Linked DNA regions of Macaca mulatta: region 2 is linked to region 1. The links are chromatin contacts, called in public Hi-C maps. All regions are on one chromosome and are shown on one strand. Each heading gives the region's core, a stretch centred on a gene start, on an enhancer-like site or on the middle of the called end of the contact. The rest is flanking DNA. Distances are from core to core; before and after follow the strand shown.

Evidence for each region. A called contact is a pair of places that touch in the nucleus more often than the background predicts.
Region 2: a Hi-C map of liver shows a contact between it and region 1, with 6 times the contacts expected there. The contact joins the promoter of EIF3G here to the promoter of OLFM2 in region 1. A contact is called at or near these places in 4 of 14 Hi-C or Micro-C datasets (blood, fetal cortex germinal zone, fetal cortical plate and 1 more).

The regions. Positions count from the first base shown.
Region 1 is chr19:10,646,160-10,649,922 of T2T-MMU8v2.0, reverse strand. OLFM2 (olfactomedin 2) reads left to right here and starts at 2,060. Exons shown (of 6, transcript NM_001265909.1): 1 at 2,060-2,145. The coding sequence starts at 2,083.
Region 2 is chr19:10,827,989-10,831,751 of T2T-MMU8v2.0, reverse strand. It overlaps EIF3G (eukaryotic translation initiation factor 3 subunit G), which reads left to right and starts at 1,933. Exons shown (of 11, transcript NM_001266735.1): 1 at 1,933-1,992; 2 at 2,132-2,178; 3 at 2,670-2,753; 4 at 2,862-2,950; 5 at 3,061-3,120. The coding sequence starts at 1,973.

The DNA of each region.
Region 1 (3,763 bases), core at 811-3,310:
ACTAAAATTACCCACCCACCAGCTCCTGTGACAGTTCTAGGGACACTCAAATTTGGTGTAAAAATGGGTGGCACCACAGTCCACCTTTTTCCAGTTTTCAAGAATATTCCATCCCTCGGTTAAACAGACACATAGTAGCCGGGTGTGGTGGCTCACGCCTGTAATCTCAGCACTTTGGGAGGCCAAGGCGGGTGGATCATGAGGTCAGGAGTTTGAGACCAGCCTGGCCAATATGGTGAAGCCCCGTTTCTACTAAAAATACAAAAAATTAGCCAGCTGCGATGGCGCACACCTGTAGTCCCAGCTATTCAGGAGGCTGAGGCAGGAGAATCACTTGAACCCGGGAGGCGGAGGTTGCAGTGAGCCAAGATCACACCACTGCACTCCAGCCTGGGTGACACAGTGAGACTTTGTACCAAAAAAAAAAAAAAAAAAAAAAGAGACACATAAAGGTAGCAGTCCCAAACCACCTTGCCCATTATTCTCTCTTGAGTACACCCACTCCCTTTTCTCAAGTGTGAACTTTTCCTTTAACAAAAAATCTCTGAACTTTTCATTATTTTATGATTCCTCCTTGAATTCATTCCTGCAACAGTGTTAAGAGCCTGGATGCCCCACCAGCGTCTGGGGAGATCTCTCCTAGCCCATCAGTATCAGGGTCACAAAAATGCCAGGCTTCCTAGCCTCCCATATTTTATGCCCAATTTCTTTCTAATCTGACTTACTTACCCGCCCTCCTCCTCCACCTCTCCCTACATACATCTAAATCCCTGGAGGGGTGGGGAGGGAAGACGACTAGGGACACTTTTTTTTTTTTTTTAGACGAGTTTTCCTCCTGTTGCCCAGGCTGGAGTGCAATGGCACGATCTCCCTCACTGCAACCTCTGCCTCGTGGGTTCAAGCGATTCTCCTGTCTCAGCCTCCCGAGTAGCTGGGATTCCAGGCATGCACCACCACGCCCGGTTAATTTTTGTATTTTTTAGTTGAGATGGGGTTTTGCCATGTTGGCCAGGCTGGTCTTGAACTCCTGACCTCATATGATCCGCCCTCTTCAGCCTCCCAAAGTGCTGGGATTACAGGCGTGAGCCACCGCGCCCGGCCTAGGAACACTTTTGGAGGAGTGAGAGGCAGAGAAAGGCTGGAAAGCCTCCCGAAAGAGAGGCTAGACAAGGACGCCCTTCATATGCAAATGGCTTCGCGTGGAGGCGGTGTTAATATTTTGATTCTCTCGGGGGATGTGGTCTTTCATCTTGGGCTATTGAAACAGGAGCGAGGAGAAACTCTTCCAGGTGTGGCGGAGGCGGGGAGGCTTCCAGCGGGAGGACTGGTGGGGAAATGGGGCGCCCGGGGAGAGTGAAAACGAGACGCCCCTTTTGGAGGCCAGGCTCACCCACGTGGCCATTTCCATTGGCCTCTTGCCTGTTTCTCGGTCTCCTGTCCCCCCCAACCCCAATTTTTTCCCTCTTATTCCCCGTCTCCATCTATGCCCCACCCGTCTTGTCCTGGCACTGACCCCTCCTCCAACTTCCAATTTCAGACTCTGCCTCAGTTTCCCTGTTGACTCTTGAGTTTTTAGGGAGGGAGCATTCATCATTTCTCTTCTCTGCTACCAGGCCTTCCTCCTACTCCTCTCCCTCAACCATTCATCCCCCTCCCACCTGCAAAGTGGGAAATGTCCCCTGGAGGGTGAAATTTACAAACACGTGACGGGCACCCCTCCCCCACCTCCGCGACCCGCTCCCGGAATGGCCTGGGGGTTGGGGGGCGCTGCCAAGTCCTGTCCTCAGGTCCCCTCGCTGGTGCTGGCTCCCCCACTTCCCCGTCCCCCACCCCCCCACCCGACCCTGCTCGAGCTGCGCCCGAAGACGAGCTGGGGGCGGGGCGGGGGGCGGAGCCCGCAACAAAGACTCGGAGCAAGCGAGGGGGCGGGGGTGGGGCGGAATCCCAGCCGCCGGCGAGGCGGGGGAGGCGGCGGCGCAGGGTCGCCCCGGCCGGGCGGGCGGGGTCGCGCCTGGTGGCGGTCCCCGCGCCGAGACGCCGCTAGGGCGGGCGGGGGTCGGGACGCCGGGCTGGGGGCGCGTCATGTGGCCGCTCACGGTCCCGCCGCCGCTGCTGCTGCTGCTGTGCTCAGGCCTGGCCGGACAGGTAGGGGCCCGGCGGGCAGGTGCGGGCGCGGGTGGCTCCGGGAGAGGAGGGGGGCACGGAAGGTTCTTGCAGAAACGGTGTTGGGAGGCTCCACAAGCCCCCCCAGCTGCAGGGCGGCGAGGGACGGGGGTCGCACAGCGGGGGAGGGGCCGGGACGTGCACTCTCTGGCTTGGGAGAGGACAAGGGGGGCTTCAAATCCAGCCTCAGGTTGGGCTGGTTTGGGGGTGGCATCTTTGGGGTTCTCAACCCCTCCACGGCCTCGAGCCCCCACCCCGCCATCTCGCGGGAGCTGAGTGGGGTTGGGAGGGAAACTTCAGGGGGCTTTGGACGGGGACAGTTGCTTACCCTTGACTTCCTCTTCGGGGCCGAGATGCCCAGTTTCTGAAGCCCCCCACTCCTCGCCTGCAGCCCCCAGTGTGGGGCAGGGGGCGGGACTCACGTGAGAGTGACTGACGGGGACGCGTGTGAAATGCTTTGGGGGTGCAGGGTAAACGTGTGTGTCTTTGTGTCGTGGTTGGGTGTGACCGGGGGGAGTTTGTGTGTGTGGCGGTTGGGGGGCTTGTCCAAGTAGTGCCTGAGTTGGGGTGTGATCGGTATGTGAGAGAGTCTGTGTGTGACCGTGTCCTCATTACTGGCTCCGGATGACTGGGTGTTGTACAATACGTGTGTGGCCAGGTGTGTGGCCGTGTGAGAGCCTTGGAGTCAGCGTGTGCTATTCTGTACCTTTGGGTAAATCATTCTAAAAGGGTGTGTGTGTGTGTGCGCGCGCGCGCGCGCGCAAGCGCTGTGTGTGCAAACGTGTCCATCCATGCACGTGTGTGTGTCTTGGTGCCTTGCTCACAACCGCACACGCCATTCATGCCCTTATAGAAGCATCTCCCTCCCCCTGGCACCCTTCTCTTGGGCAGGCTCAGGGAGCCTTGCAGAATGTGGGGCGTCCACGCTCTCTTTTGCTATTGGAAAGCCCCCTTCTCCTCCTCCATCTTGGGGGTGAGAGCACCCCCAAGTTCTCAGCTCTGTAGGAGTTCACAGGGAAGCTGGGATCAAAAATAATAAAGTAGTCATTATAATAACAGTGAGCATTCATTACGTGCTAATTTGAGGGGTGCTGTTTCAATCACACAGCACAGACTAAGGCATTTAACCCCCTCTGCCTCTTGTCTACTAGGGCATGGTATTGTTACCTTCATTTTATAGATGGGGAAACTGAGGCACAGAAAAGTTAAATCACTTGCTCAAGCTCGAGAGTGACAGAGGTGGGACTGAGCCGAGGCAGTCTGGCTCCTGAGCCCACACGATTACCCTCTTGTTAAATAATCCGCTCCATGGGTGTGGACAGCGTCCGTGAAGACATTGCTAGGGGGAGGTTTTTAGGTAGATAGGCAGGGGAGAAACAATCTGGGCACATTCCCCTTCCTCATCAAGAAAAGAATCAGACCCTTGTACTCACCCCGAGGGGGGTGTTGGGAGGAATGGAGGTTAGACTCCAGATAGAAGGATTTCTAGGCCACGAGGAGAGGTTGTGGGGTCCCCTCCCTCGCTCCTCCATTTCCCCACGCATCTAAGCACCCACGCGCTGGGTGGAATAGGGATTGTGCCCAGCGCCAGGCATCAGGC
Region 2 (3,763 bases), core at 684-3,183, 180 kb before region 1:
TTTTTTTTTTTTTTTTTAGGGGCCAGTCTCACAACTGTAATCCCAGCACCTTGGGAGGCCGAGGCGGGCCCCTGTCTCTACTATCTCTACTAAAAATACAAAAATTAGCACGACCTGGTGGCCGTAGTCTGTAATCCCAGCTATTCGGGAGGCTAAGGCAGGAGAATCTCTAGAACCCGGGAGGCAGAGGTTGCAGTGATCCAAGATTGCGCCACTGCACTCCAGACTGGGCGACAGAGTGAGACTGCATCCCCCCCCCAAAAAAAATGTGTTTTAGAGATGGGGGTCTCGCTATGTGTTGCCCAGGCTGGTCGAACTCCGGGGCTCAAGTGATCCTTCTGCCTCAGTCTCCCAAAGTGCTGGGATTACAGGCGCGGGCCACAACACCCAACTAATTTTTGTATTTTTAGTAAAGACGGGTTTCGCCATGTTGCCCAGGCTGGTCTTGAACTCCTGACCTCAAGAGATCTGCCCGCCTCGGCCTCTCAAAGTGCTGGGATTACACGTGTAAGCCACTGCATCCGGCATTGTCAAACTTTTTTTGTTCATATCACCCTCCTTAGGAGAAAACCCGAATTATTCTAAAATTGAATTTACATCAACTAAATTAATTTCAATTTAATTACATTTAATATCTCCCTAAAGGCAGAAACTAAATACTTAGGAATAAGATGGCTGATAGAGCTGGCTTTAGAAGACCACAATAGCTAAGATTTTTTTCCTCCCTGAAAAGCAGTTTTTTCCCCTGGGGAGTCATCATGAATCACTCCAACTGAGGACGGTTGTGCTTAGAGCAAGCAGCTGAGCCATAAACAAGTAAATGCACAAAATTATACCGGAAAGCCAAGAAGGCTACAAAGAAAAGAAGAGGGAGTGGCTGGGGAGGGGGGCGACTTGGCATCTGAATCATTGAGATCGGGAAAGAAGATAAGGAACAGTTTAAGCAAAAGGATTGTTTTCCCTGAGCTTTGGTTTCTTTTTTCTTTTTTTTTTCTATTTTAGAGACAGGGGTTCTCACTATGCTGCCCAGGCTGGTCTCAAACTCCTGGCCTCAAGCGATCCCCACACCTCAGTCTCCCAAAGTGCAGGATTACAGGCATGCGCCACCGGACCCAGTCTGAGCCTCAGTTTCCTCAGCTGTAAAATGGAAGTAATATCCTCCTCACCGTGCTTCATATACAACAAGCACTCAATAAGTGAGCCTTGTTATGATTATTATTATTTATTTTAATTTTACTTCTTTTTCTCAGACAGAGTCTCACTCTGCAGCCCAGGCTAGACTGCAGTGGTGTGATTTCGGCTCACTGCAGCCTCCGCCTCGTGGGTTCAAGCGATTCTCCCGCCTCAGCCTCCCGAGTCCCTGGGATTATAGGCGCCCGCCACCACGCCTGGCTAATTTTGGTTTTTTGTGTGTGTGGGTTTTTTTTTGTTTTGTTTTGTTTTTTGAGACGGTGTCTCGCTCTGTCGCCAGGGTGGAGTGCAGTGGCGCAATCTCAGCTCACTGCAACCTCCACCTCCCGGGTTCAAGCGATTCTCCTGCCTCAGCCTCCAATCTGTAGCTAGGACTACAGACGCGCACTACCACGCCCAGCTAATTTTTGTATTTTTAGTAGTGACGGGGTTTCGCCACGCTGGCCAAGCTGGTCTCGAACTCCTTACCTCAGGTGATCCGCCCGCCTCGATCTCCCAAAGTGAGGGGATTACAGGCTTGAGCCACCGCGCCCCGCCTATTTTAATTTTAAAGGTTAATAGGACCAGCACTGAAATCAGCCTCTGCCCCGCCAGCCCTGCTCTGGTACCAGCAGCGTTCAGCAGCACACACAGCCGCGTGCGCCTCCACCTCCGTCCGCAGGTGTCGTTGTGGGTGCCGCGGCTGGGCCTCTCTAGCGGCGACGGCGACACCGGAAGTCTCGTTTTCCACCCACTTCCGCTCTCTGGCCAGGCTTGGGCTGCGTGGAGAATACTTTTTGCGATGCCTACTGGAGACTTTGAGTGAGTCCGGGATCGCGGAGGGGGGCATGGGAAGCGGTTGGGGTGCTCTGGGCAGTATTATGGGGCCTGGGTGTGCCGAGGCTGCGGGGACCGGGCCTTGCTGACTTAATCTTCGCTTCCCACACATTTGTTTCCGCAGTTCGAAGCCCAGTTGGGCTGACCAGGTGGAGGAGGAGGGGGAGGACGGTAAGTGTACCCGGTCGCCCGGGGTAATCGCGGCCAGGCCCGAGCCGGGCGACTGACGCCTGCTTCCATCTCGCAGTCTGGCACCGTGTCCCCCGTCACGACCAGCCCCTGCCCCGCGCCATCCTCCTTGGGACCTGCCTGTTGCCAACTCCAGGTGTTCCCGGGCGGGTCCCTGTTCCTCCCATGTTACTGCCGAAGTCCTCCCAGCTGTTGCCTTACTCCAGGGAGGAAGTTGTAATCTCCCGTCTCCTGTTTGTCTACTGGCGCCTGGTTGGCTTCATGGCCTGGCACCCACCTTCCTACGAGGGATCCCCCATCTTTGCCACTCCAAGTCCCCACAGGGCTATCCCAGTGCGCTGCCTGGTCAGCCCTCTGCCCTTGGCCTGCCTTTCTCAGCTCTTGCTGTAGGCATCATCCCAAAGGCCCTTCCATCGCAGCTGGGGAGCTCCTGCCCTGGACCTGACCCCTCCTCCCCACGCTGCCTCTTGCAGACAAATGTGTCACCAGCGAGCTCCTCAAGGGGATCCCTCTGGCCACTGGCGACACCAGCCCAGAGCCAGAGCTACTGCCGGGAGGTGAGTGAGGACTGCCACTCCGTGTCCGGGTTGCCTCTCCCTCCAGCCCTGCCGCTCCTGATCCCCATGACCCAGGACTCAGTCCTTCTGTTTTTCCCCTTCTCCCAGCTCCACTGCCACCTCCCAAGGAAGTCATCAACGGAAACATAAAGACAGTGACAGAGTACAAGATAGATGAGGATGGCAAGAAGTTCAAGGTGAGGGTAGGGGGTCCCTTAGACCAGAAGGCGGCGGGGTGTGCTGAGGGGGTTGGTAAAGGAGATCCCCTAGTCCCAGAAGCCTGACCCTTCTCCCCTGCCATCCTCAGATTGTCCGCACCTTCAGGATTGAGACCCGGAAGGCTTCAAAGGCTGTTGCAAGGAGGAAGGTGAGGCGCTCCTTCCCCAGGGCTAACCCAGAGGAATTGGGAAACCGTGCTCCGGGACCTTTTTGTTAAGAGATGGGGCTTAACTCTTTTTTTTTTTTTTTTTTTTGAGACAGAGTGTCGCTCTGTCCCCCAGGCTGTAGTGCAGTGGCACGATCTCGACTCACTGCAACCTCCGCCTCCTGGGTTCAAGTGATTCTCCTGCCTCAGCCTCCTGAGTAGCTGGGATTACAGGCATGCGCCACCACGCCCAGCTGATTTTTGTACTTTTAGTAGAGACGGGGTTTTGCCATGTTGGCCAGGCTCGTCTCGAACTCCTGACCTCACGTTATCCACCTGCCTCGGCCTCCCAAAGTGTTGGGATTACAGCCGTGAGCCATCGCACCCAGCCGGGCTTAACTCTTTGTACCTATTTTGTTGAAGCTGAACTGAGGCCTGGAGTGCTTACACTCTCTTGGGACTCTGGAAAGTCCAGGGCATAGGAGTCGATGATAAATAGCGATTAAATGATAAATATCTAATAAAAGTTTGATGATAGATATCAAATTATATTAATAAATGTCAAATAAATTCCATTATAAATATCGAGTGAAAGTTAGATTCTTTTAATTTTTTTAAAGACACAGGGTCCAGTTCTGTTGCCCAG